Regions from separate parts of the Mus musculus genome. Here region 2 is linked to region 1. A link is a contact called in public HiChIP or PLAC-seq data. All regions are on one chromosome and are shown on one strand. Each heading gives the region's core, a stretch centred on a gene start, on an enhancer-like site or on the middle of the called end of the contact. The rest is flanking DNA. Distances are from core to core; before and after follow the strand shown.

What was found. HiChIP or PLAC-seq counts read pairs in DNA pulled down with a chosen protein or histone mark.
Region 2: an H3K27ac HiChIP or PLAC-seq map of hepatocytes shows a contact between it and region 1, with 5 times the contacts expected there. The contact joins two enhancer-like sites. A contact is called at or near these places in 2 of 39 promoter capture datasets (cranial neural crest and liver) and 2 of 115 datasets of contacts at active chromatin or transcription factors (embryonic stem cells and hepatocytes).

The regions. Positions count from the first base shown.
Region 1 is chr1:71,643,505-71,649,360 of GRCm38.p6, reverse strand. It overlaps Fn1 (fibronectin 1), which reads left to right. Exons shown (of 46, transcript NM_010233.2): 4 at 36-167; 5 at 1,215-1,352; 6 at 3,659-3,814. Among named protein-coding and RNA genes, the nearest start is that of Fn1, 6.8 kb to the left of the region's middle. Within about 2 kb of position 2,405, at least 10 of the 459 cell types and tissues checked have an H3K27ac peak or open chromatin away from gene starts, as enhancers often do. A contact at or near this core is called in hepatocytes, where this site is marked.
Region 2 is chr1:72,259,692-72,265,547 of GRCm38.p6, reverse strand. Pecr (peroxisomal trans-2-enoyl-CoA reductase) reads left to right here. Exons shown (of 8, transcript NM_023523.6): 7 at 3,485-3,596. It overlaps D230017M19Rik (RIKEN cDNA D230017M19 gene), which reads right to left. Exons shown (of 4, transcript NR_155355.1): 2 at 656-805. Among named protein-coding and RNA genes, the nearest start is that of Gm25939, 7.6 kb to the right of the region's middle. Within about 2 kb of position 2,602, at least 2 of the 459 cell types and tissues checked have an H3K27ac peak or open chromatin away from gene starts, as enhancers often do. A contact at or near this core is called in hepatocytes, where this site is marked.

The DNA.
Region 1 (5,856 bases), core at 1,156-3,655:
TCAATCCCCTAACGTTTGCCTTTGATCTGTAACAGATCGCTGCCATGAAGGGGGTCAGTCCTACAAGATTGGCGACAAGTGGAGGAGGCCACATGAGACTGGTGGCTACATGTTAGAGTGTCTGTGTCTGGGAAATGGAAAAGGGGAATGGACCTGCAAACCTATAGGTAAGTGGCTCGTGTGTGTGATCGAGGGGAACGGAGCCACAAGCAGATAGCCTAAGCAAACCAGTGGCCGGGATAGCTGAATCACAGCATAAAAACCAGTGAAATGTGCTGCGAGTCACCAGCCTTAAGGAAATCAGATCCTGAACTATGGAACATAAAGGAATCTTAATTTTGTTTGAAAAGCACAAGGTGGAGTTAAAATCTTTAGGAAGAAGTGATTTCTTTTGTTTATATACTATGCTGTCCCCTTGGTGAAGAAGACATGTTATTTAAAGGAGGAAAAATTACACTATTGACACATTTCTTGTTGGAACACAGTTTGTTAAAGCACAAAATGCCACGTGGCTCCGGTCACACCTTGGCAATTTCCTTAAAAACAAACATTAAAGGTTGTGGGGGATTTTTGTTGGTTTGTTTTATTTATTTTTTCTGTTTTTTTGTCTTAGCCTTGGTTGTACTCTGAAGCCCAAAGTTTTGGGTTCTCTTTCTTAGATCTCCAAGTCAGACGTGTGTTTTTTCAAATTTGTTTTGTTTTTGTTTTTTACATTAGTCTAAAATTTAAAGAGCGCTCCTCTCATTCTTTGTAAGTCGTTCATATTTTATAGTGGTTTAGTTTAGGGACACACAGATCAGTGGTAGAGAGCACTTGCTGAGGCTAACATAAGGTTCTGGGTTCAATTCCCAGGACTGAATTAATGAGTTAAAAGAGAAAGGTTGGGATTTTGCATAGGGTCGTCTCCCACAGGGTAAAGACTTGCATTTCTTTCCACTTGAAATGTTAGTGGGAAGCTTGGGACAGGCAGAAAAATCCGGTCTGTGTACTCATTAGGACAACAGAATTTACTTGCAGCAAGGCTGGGGCTTCCTCTTGCTCCGGCTTCTTGCTCCGTGCTTAGCTGCAGGGCGTGCCTGCTCATCTGAACAGAGTGCCACTTTAAGAAATGTGGCTGGGGTTTTGATTCCATGCTACACTGTAAATTATAGGGAGACGCTATCATTTTAAATCGCTCTTCCTCCTTTCTTTTTGCTTTCCCATTTCTTCTCCAGCTGAGAAGTGTTTTGATCATGCTGCTGGGACGTCCTACGTCGTGGGGGAGACCTGGGAAAAGCCCTACCAAGGCTGGATGATGGTGGACTGTACTTGTCTAGGCGAAGGCAATGGACGCATCACCTGTACCTCCAGAAGTAGGTTTAGCTCTTTTCTGTTGACAATGCAGCCCACTGTTGCTTCTGGATCCCTAGAGAGAGTTGTGATGCCTTGGTGACTCTGTGGTATCATAAGATGTCCAGAAAAACTGTATAACCATCACCTTCTGCTTCTTCAGAGGACACTCAATAACTAGGAAAGGCAGTTCTCAGTTCAACCCTGCCTTAGGCAGTCAGCTAGTAAAAATGAAAAGAGCCTTAGTGGTATTCGCTTGCTGGATGGGTCTTCCTTGATCTGGGAATTATCTCAGAGATACCTTTCTGGTACCGAGGACAATTAAATCCCTAAAGTAGCATGTAAATGAATCCTTTGACCTGGGGGAGCGATTGGAAATAAAAGGCTCTACCCCATGTTCGGATTTCCTTCTATGTTTGAAGTTTAAATAAGGTTTACTGACTCTAAACAAGAACCTAGTGGAAATGAGTCCGTGCCCAGTATTATCCTTCAAATAGGAAAGTGGAATGAATTTCTGTGTGTTGTTTGTTCATCGATTGGGCAGAGAGACTGTTAAATTATAACCCATCCTTGCTCTTACGCTACAATGTGGGCAGTAAGGGTCTAACTTTGTGACTTAAATATTGCTGCATTTGCAGTGTCAGGAAAAAAAAATCAACCATTGATTCAGGCAAATGCATAGACACACAAGAACAGAGGTCCAAGACCCCAGCTAACAGTGTTGTCAAACCTGAACCTGTTTTCAGTATCTTTGAATCAGTATCTCTTGAAACTCCTAATGCTGAGCTTTGTAAGTGATTAATACATGAGCCTTCCTCATCTTTGACCTACTAAGTGTTCTCTGAAGGCTGATGCCCAGTTCGTATTTCCCTCCCCATATTGCCACATACAAAGTAAGTACTTATAAAATTTTGTTGATCACATGCTATTTGTTTGAGAAACTTTGCATGCTGTCAGAAGGGTTTTAAATGATAGGTAAGAGTCTGAATTAGATTTCTTTCTACATGTGTTTATTTTGTGTGTGGAGGTGGGAGGCACACACGCCACAGTGTGCATGTGGAGGGCAAAGGACAGTTTGGACCGCGCAGGGTGCAGTGACCTCAGGTTGTCAGGTTTGGTGGCAAGGTTCTTTACTCACTAAGCCAGCTCAGTGGCTCAGAATTAGATGTCTAATTTGTCTTCAATGAAAATACTGCCACAAACGACTTGGAAGACTGAAGCTCATCACAGTTTTAAATCAAAAGATCTAAGGATCCTATAAGTTTGGGGGAAACATTTGATCTTTTTCCATGACTTATTTTTGTGTGGCAAAGAATTTGAACTTGGGTGGTATTTTTAATTACTAGTTTAAGCTGGATAAACAAAACACATTCAAGATATCTAGATTTGACTTTTTTTTTTTTTGCATGCGTTTTAAAATTCATGCTTCAGCAAATTCCAAGGCTGTTGTTAGTTTGAAATTCTAAATGGAACTTTGAAGGCAGAAGCAGCAATTAAGACTTCAAGACAATCTTAGAAGCGGGAGGGAAGAAGGATGCCTGGGGCCAGCTTTTTACAAGGATAATAAGAGACAGCATCCTTAACTCCAGAAGAGACCTTTTAACCGTGGGATAAGCCATTTTGTCGTTGCTATTGGTTATTGTCACTGTTATTATTACAATTACTATTATACAGGGAGGATTCTCATAAGCCCAGGCTGGCCTAGAACTTACTGTGTTGCTGAGAGAGACCTTGGGCTCTTAACACTCCTGCTCCTACCTCCCAGACGCTGGGGTTAACCACGTGGGTGACTTTGTAATTGTAAAACAGGTGGTTTTGGGTGGGGCAAGAAAAGAGAACCTTCTAGCCAGAGAAGTTGTTTTTCCACAGGAATACTTTTACATAACAAGTGGAGAGATTGGTGTGGTTAACTTTTTAGCTTCCCTGGGGCAGTCGGAAGAGACCTGCCTCCTTATTGTTTATTGAAAGGAGGGCCATGGGCTGTAATTACAGAAAAAGGTCTGGAAGACACTGAGGAGTAAAGAGTAGATTGCCAGATAATTAATTGAGTCAAAGAACCAATGTAGAAAATCTTAATTTTTTTTAATCAATAAAAGACACTGAATAGTATTTTTTCTTTTTTTCCTTTGGCAAATGGAGAGGTAGGGCTGTACTGTAACGAACCGGGTATCTGAATTTTAATATATGCATCACCAGCACTGGGTAGGATGTACTAACACCAACAACAGCCACTCAGAAGCATTCAACTGCAGCATTCCCATCTTAGTGTGGATGGCTGCGTGTCGGTTACTAGATAACTTCTATATTCAATGCTTCTCTCCTGAAACAGACAGATGCAACGATCAGGACACCCGGACATCCTATAGGATTGGAGACACGTGGAGCAAGAAGGACAACCGAGGAAACCTGCTTCAGTGTGTCTGCACAGGCAATGGCAGAGGGGAGTGGAAGTGTGAGCGACATGCTCTACAAAGTGCTTCAGCCGGTGAGGCGCTGGGACCGGGGACAGCTCCACGCCAGGGTGATTTATAGCGTTTCAGCTAAGAAGCTGGAATCGTTCACATAACTGTTTAAAAATATTCATTCTATATTGTGAACAAAGTTGAGTGGAATGAAGTTGAGACGTGCCTTTAGCACAGAGGGCTGGGTTGGAAAGCATAGTGTACTCTGGTCATGGCTCTATTAGTATAGGCTTTGGCTTATGAGCATGAGACTCAGAGTTCAGTCTAGAACCAAAGTAAATATCCAAGTGTGATGGTGTTATCCCAGCACCAAGAAGGTGGAGGCAGGAGGATACCTGGGGATTACAGACCAGCCAGCTTACACTACTTTGGAAGTGTGGGGGTGGTTCCAGGTTAGTGAGATGGTGTGGCTGGCCAGCCCACTTTTCTTGGGGGAGTTGGGGGAAGTTGTGTTCTAGGTTTGTGAAAGATGGTGTCATAGAAAACAAGATGGCTCTGGGCATAATCCCTGCCTTCTACATGCACAAGCTCTCCACACGCATGCGCACATAGATAATGTGCATGCACCCTCCCTCACATGGACAAGCAATAGTGAGTGAATGTGTGGTATGTACTTGGAATCCTCAAGCCCTGGGTTCAGTTCCCAGCACCCTCCCAAAACACCCCAATAATTATTATATAAATTTAAAAGAATAACTAAAACAAAGAAAGGTATTTGTATGTATCTTGGATGCTTGGTCAGAGTCTGAGGAAGGGGTCGGAGCACTTGCCAACCATGCGCAAAGCCCTGGTTCTGGTTCCCCATCACTAAATAAAAGGAGGGTGTGTTGTGCCTGCGATTCCAGGGATCAGGAAGTAGAGGGACGGAGGATCAGAAGTCCAGAGTCAGCCTTGGCTACGTAGTGAGTTCTAGTCAAACCTGCTCAATGTGGCTCAGTGGGTAAGAGCACCCAACTGCTCTTCCGAAGGTCCAGAGTTCAAATCCCAGCAACCACATGGTGGCTCACAACCACCCGTAACGAGATCTGACGCCCTCTTCTGGTGTGTCTGAAGACAGCTATGGTGTACTTACATGTAATAAATAAATAAATCTTTAAAAAAAAATAAAAAAAAAAAAAGATGCTGTCTCTCATGCACACACACATCGGAAGAAGGAAGTGCAGCTCTTGTGGGTGGTACCTTCCCGCTATTGCGCTCTGGGTTTCCATCTAGCTTTTACTGTGTGATAGTCCAGCCTTGTTACTTAGCCTCTTAGCAGTCAGTCATTCAGGCAATAGTAATTAGATTTTTTTCCCCTTTTGACGAGTTTATCTGGACCTAATTAATCCTTGTGAAAGCAAACAAGGTTACATTTGATGATCTCTACATTATCCAATTATCATCGATAAAAACAGCTATTGGCCATAAGGCAGAGGAAGAACAGTTACGAATGTCAGTCGACTGAACTACATGAAGGATTAACTGAGCTAACTGGGATTAAACAATACGTGTTAACTATTTTTATGGCATCACTAATATACCGAGGTGTTTCACTATTAAAGGGTTTGAGAAACACTGTTAAACGAAACAACCTCTTCTAGGAGGGCCTTGCCGTCCTTCTGTATGGTGGGCCTTGACACCATTGGCGTCCTCTGTCTGAGTTCTCTTTGGGTATTTGTGCTCGTCAGCGCTGGGGGAAGAGGCTAGATTCATTCTAGAAGCTCTTCCGCTGCCATACGGACTCTGACCTTCAAAAGCCAGATTTCTAAAAGAGAAGCTAGCACAATCTGTTGTGTTAACTATCCGAGGAAACTTGTGAGGATTGGTTGCTTCTAGGAAAACAAACAGACATCCTAAGGAATTCTGCTGAGCACCGACACCCAGGAAGAGGGATAACTTAGGAAATCCGTAGCTCTCCAGGGTGTCCTCCTGAGAGCCAAGTTTTAGAGAAGGCAGGATATCCCCTGTGGGTCTTCAGGGGTCTCTCAGGAAGAGGAAAGGCCACACACAGAGCATATGAGAGCTATGAGGGAAGACAGGCAAGGCAGACCATTTCAGATGAGTGGGGAGCCATAGGGAGAAGGCA
Region 2 (5,856 bases), core at 1,353-3,852, 620 kb before region 1:
GTGGAAGTAGGGGAGAGATGCGAGACAGTAATGGCGAGAGTGACCAAAATTATGTACATACATGACATTGTCAAAAACGTTAATACATTATCTCAGCAGGCACCAGTCACGTGGTATGTGGTGCACATATGTATGTGCAGGCAAAGTACTCAAGCACATAAAGTATAAAAGAAATGCAATTTTTAAATGGCTGTTCAGTTAGTTTAATCACATATTCTTATGATGGCCAGTGGACTTCTCTGGGCAGCAAAAGCTCTTAGGGTGGTTGTGGTGGGTGTGTGCGCATGTGCACACTTCCTGTATCATGTCTTGTTTTATCACCTATAACACTAGAAAGACTGCACTCACCCCAACCCATTCCCATGATTATCTGCGCCAGAATATCATGACTGCTGGTGCCTCCAATACTAATATAGTTCATATTCTTTAGAAACATTTTTAACACTCCTTAAATTTTTTTTTTATGTGATAGGGTCTCACTGTGTAGCTTTGGCTGGCCTCAAACTCACAGAGATCCGCCTGCCTCTGCCTTCCAAGTGCTGGGATTAAAGGTATGCACCACCAAACCCAGCCACAGTTATGTATTCTTGAGTTGCCTGTGTGACAGAGCAAGCATGTGGTGGTCAGAGGACAGTGCTCCGGTGTTTGTCCTCACCTTCCATGGGAGGTCGCAGTGGTTGTATCTAGATGAGCGATCTTCGCGACAAACTTCTGTACTGGTTGAGCCGCCTTGCCGGCCCCACCTTTGACTTCTTGCCGTGACCCATACTGAGGCTCCAGCCATTCTCCAACCATTGCTTTGAGCCTGTGAATAAAATTCCAACACGGTGATGATGGCTTTGACTTTTAAAATCCCCTGAAGGAACGCCCATCAAGACTTTAACAAACTACTGGCACAGCTACTGTGAGATGCAGAACTGGGGACAAACTCTGCTCAATTATGTGCTGAGTCTAAGATCAGCAAAGCTTTCACACCAGCTGCAACCAGTGGGGTGTGTGTGTGTGTGTGTGTGTGTGTGTGTGTGTGTACACCAGAGTGTGTGCACAGGCATGCTTGTGCTGTGGTGCACATGTGGAGGTCAGAAGCCAGCTCATGGAGCTGCTTCTCTCCTACCTGCTGGGACTTATTCTGGCACCCGGTTTCCCGAGGAAGGCAGCTAAGGGCCATGGAGTCAGCGACCAGGGCCAAAGCTGCTTGCTTTATCTCTGGCAGTTCTGTCTTTAACTTTAACTCTGCTATTAAGATATTCCCTTTATTTACATTTCAAGTTTTATCCCCTTTCCTGTTTCCCCTCCGAAAACCCCCCATACCCTCCCCTCTCCCCCTGCTTACCAACCCACCCACTCCAATTCCTGGCCCTGGCATTCCCCTATACTGTGGCATAGAACCTTCACAGGACCAAGGCCTCTCCTCCCATTGATGACCAACTAGGCCATCCTCTGCTACATATGCAGCTAGAGCCATGAGTCCCACCATGTGTGTTCTGTGGTTGGTGGTTTAGTCCCAGGGAGCTCTGGGGGTTACTGGTTAGTTCATATTGTTGCTCCTCCTATAGGGCTGCAAACCCTTTCAGCTCCTTGGGTACTTTCTCTAGCTCCTTCATTGGGGACCCTGTGCTCCATATCCAATGGATGGCTGTGAGCATCCACTTCTGTATTTGTCAGGCACTGGCAGAGAACTCTGCTATTCTATGGCTGAAAGCCACCTACTTTTGGCAATTCTTCTAACTTTAACTCTTTGCTGTTGTGTGGCCAAGAGCTGCTTGCTTTTGGTAATGTTTCTCTTCCTATAACTCTTTGCTATTCTCAGGTCAAAAGCCACTGATTTCTGATAATTTGATTCCAACTGATAGCAGCAGGAGAATTAGAAAAAAGGTTTGGTATCTCCCTGGCTCAAGGGCCTCTGGCAGGCCAGGCAAGAGGCTTGGAGTTTGTTAACTTTTTGTGAGCCCGAGAGAGAAGAGAGGAAGAAAGCGAGAAATCAAGCACACACACAGACACACACAGACGCACTTTGGCCGGGCCTGACCACCTGTCTCAACAATTCCACCAGTGTTAATGCATACTTATATACATACATACATTTGGTGGAAGGGACTGACTCCAAATGCCACACTTTATTTCTTTTCTCTGGCAGTTTATACCTTCTTAGACATAAGTTCTTTATAGAATTATCTCATAGATAGAATGTTACGCAACAGGGGAGTTACAAAAGGATGTTGACAGTTCAAAGCAGTGTTTCATTCTGTGAGCTCATCATGAGTGGTTCTTCTGCATGCTCATTCAGAGCGACAGTTAGCTCCCCATGGCCTTGCTGTATCAGAGTGCTCACCTGTGGCTTCATCCGTGGACCTGGCCTACAGTGAAGGTTTTTCCTTGTTTGCAGATTTACTCTGAGCCAGCTAGTGCAATTAGCCCATGACACTGAAGGCTTGCAGAGCTCTGTTTGCCACTTTGTTCTATATGGGGCTTGAGATTACTTGTATCAACTTAAAAATTATATAAAATCATTATCGGAAATTGTGAAAAATCATCAATTCGTCTATACAGCCTTACTACGTGAAAGTCCATAGTCATGTTGATCTTCAGGAAGTTTGCCCAGTAGGGTGGGTCGATGCCCAGGGATCATTAGGCTATGTAATAGTGGCAGGGAAAATGTGTCATCAGCAAGAGGCAATCCCGAGATGAAATCTTTGGTGACCTTGCATGTTAAAGCTCACCCGTCAAAAGCCGTGCAAAATGGTGAGCCATCTCCAGGACACTCATTTGTGTGCTTAGTCTGTCCTGGGTGGTTTCTGACACCTACCCTCCGTGGGACCTGATCAAACCCAGGCTGTTCGCTCCCCATCCCTTGTTTTTGTTTCAGTGCCCAGTACAGAAGCCAGGAGTGGGATGCGCTTAGGGTCACCACCCCTGTGAGACTCTGCTCCACTTACCATCAGTAAAATGAATTCTGTTGGTTTGTGAAGTTTCTTTAAAACCTCGCCAAGCGACTACGTTTGGGAGGATGTGATGGGGACCTTGAAGTCCCGCTGGTGGGAAGCTCCTGTGATCCGCACAGCGGTGCTTTGGGCCTGACAGGGCCATGGACACACTTAACTGTATCTGGGACCGAGGTGGGAGAAGCATGTGACCGCCATGACAAATCAGAGTTGTAGAAGACAAGCAGGGCCTCAGAAGGGAATTAACTGTTGAAGCAGGAAACCGCCGTGTTTACCTGTGGCTTCTTATACCATTGCTGTTTGCCTGCCACTGTCTGCTGCTTGTCCACACCTTGTCGCCTCTGCCCTGGTTGTTACCTGACTTCCCTTTTGTCCACACTGTCTCTGTGCTGTCAAATCGTGCTGCACGTGCGCGAGGATTGGTGATGCAGTCCTGTGGGCAGAGATGTGCTTACTCAGGAGTTCCGGGCTCCCAGGCATGGAGAAGAGTCTTTCCTTTTTCCTTGTCTCCTATGTATGGATATATTCTCTTCTTTCCCTAGATCTCCCCTCTGGTATGTTTCCTGCTGTCCCCTGCGGCTTCCTATATCACTGGACAGTTGATCAATGTGGATGGAGGCCAGGCTCTGTACACTCACGCCTTCAGCATACCGGGTAAGCAGCCAGGAAGTGAAGAGGCACGAGCCCTTCCCTGTCCACGCTCCATGTTGTAAGCCACTGCCTCAGAGGCGGGGGTTTCTGTTATAGGCCATCGAATGGCCTTCAAAATGTTGATATTTGTGATAGGATATAAAAGAAAATGTTCTCTGTTACAAAAACTATCTAAACCTCTAAGTGCACAGAAGGTAGGACGGAGGCAAAGGCCAGCTGTGCTTGAAGGGTTACAGACTCGCTTCCTCTTCCCCCTCTCTGAGTGCCGCACAGACGGAAGAGGGGCGGTCCGACTTGACTTTGCCCTCTCTCTGGAATCAAATGATAAACTTCTGTGATTCAATAACTTTTATTTGTAACATGGTATTCTTTTTAATTATTTCATGTATATGAATGCCCTATCTGCATGTACACCTGCATGCCAGAGGAGGGCATCAGACCTCATTACAGATGATTGTGAGCCACCATGTGGTTGCTGGGAATTGAACCTATGACTTCTGGAAGGGCAGGTAGTGCTCTTAACCACAGAGCCATCTCTCCAGCCCCATAAAAAGAAGCAAGTTTATTTTATCTTATTGAAGCAGATTCTCACTGTGTAGCCCAGGCTAACCTCAGCCTCCCATTACAGGTCTGTGCAACAATGCTTGGCTTGAAAACTAAATTTGCTTTCATAAATTCAAGTCAATAACAATATTACACACGATTGGATGTGGCGTTGGAAGGGTCTTATAAAATCAGATAGTCCAGACCAGGTATAGAGAGACTTACCTTTAACCCCAGAACTCAGGAGGCAAAGGCAAGGAGATCTCTGTGAGTTCCCAGACCAGCCAAGGCTATAGAGAGAGGCCCTGTCTCAAAACAAAAACAACAAAATATCAAACAATAAAATCAGATAGTCCAGTGTCCTAGTTTTTTCAAACGACAAAACAAATCCCCAGAAAATAAAAACACAGGCTGTTCTTCTGCTCTTTCAGAGGATCTGGGTCAATCTCCAACACCTTCATGGTGGCTCACAACCATCTTTAAGTTGGGGAGCTGATACCCTCCTTTGGCCTCTGCAAGCACCAGGCAGGCACACATGTGTTGCATGGACACAAGCAGGCAGGCCTTCCCATATACATAAAACATAAACGTTTTTAAGAGCATGCTAATGTTCTGGGATACTGCTCATCCTTTACCAGCGTATGCAAACCCTGGATTGAATTCCCAGCACCCCATAATACCAAACGTAGTGGTGCAGGCCTGTAATCCCAGTAGTCAAGGTGGTAGAGGCAGAAGGAACAAAAAGGTCATGGTTATCTACAAAGTGAGTTCCAGGACAGCCAGGGCTACACAGAGAAACCCTGTCTTGAAAAACAAAAACAAAAAACAAAAACAAAAACCCAAAGCCTCAGGAAAATATAAACACAAATATATTTGACCTTTTTCTAAAGATAGTTACTAGTGTCTGTTAGCAAACGAATGTCTGGTTGACAAGACCCATTTCCTATCCTTGTAGGTTTCTTATGTCCCTAAAACTATGAACGGTTGGTTGGTTGAGTTTTTGGTTTTTGGTTGTTTTTTTTGTTTTGTTTTGTTTTGTTTTTTTCCTTCAGTGTTTTGAGACAGGTCTCACTGTCTGCCTGCTTCTGCCTCCCAAGTGCTGGAATTAAGGGTATGTGCCACTGTGCCTGGCTTCTTTCCCTTTTTGAAGAAAGATAGTGCAACCCCATTAGGCAACATTGATTTAACTCCACTCTGCTCTCTATTGCATTTCTGGCTTTGCAACTGAAGTCTTAACAGTTCATAGTATTAGGTTCTGTGGTGACATAAGTCCAGCACAAAAGAGAGAAGATTCTCTCTGCATTTGAAGCCAGCCTGCTCTACATAGTGAGTTCCAGGACAGCCAGAGACCCTCCCCCAAAACAAATAAATAAATAAATAAATAAAACCCAAGACTGTATTTCCTAGGCATGTTAGGGGATTAAGTACACATGGTGTCAGGTCCTGTGTGGCTGGAGTTGGTCATCACCATTGGCCTTTCAGTCTCCATGAAGAGGTGGGACACATCTAAGAGCCTTTTCCTCTTCCTCTGTGTTTGTTCTGGTGAAGTATCACCCTTTTGAGGCTGGCTTCCTTGGAACTAGGATAGCAGCCTGCCACTCTGAGACCACAGGCTTTTCTCTGCCCATATCCAGCTGGTTGAAGAGCCAGGAGAGGGAAGGACTTCATCTTAGCAGAGCCTGCTCAGTTCTGAGTCGGCTTCATGTTGATCACTCACAAA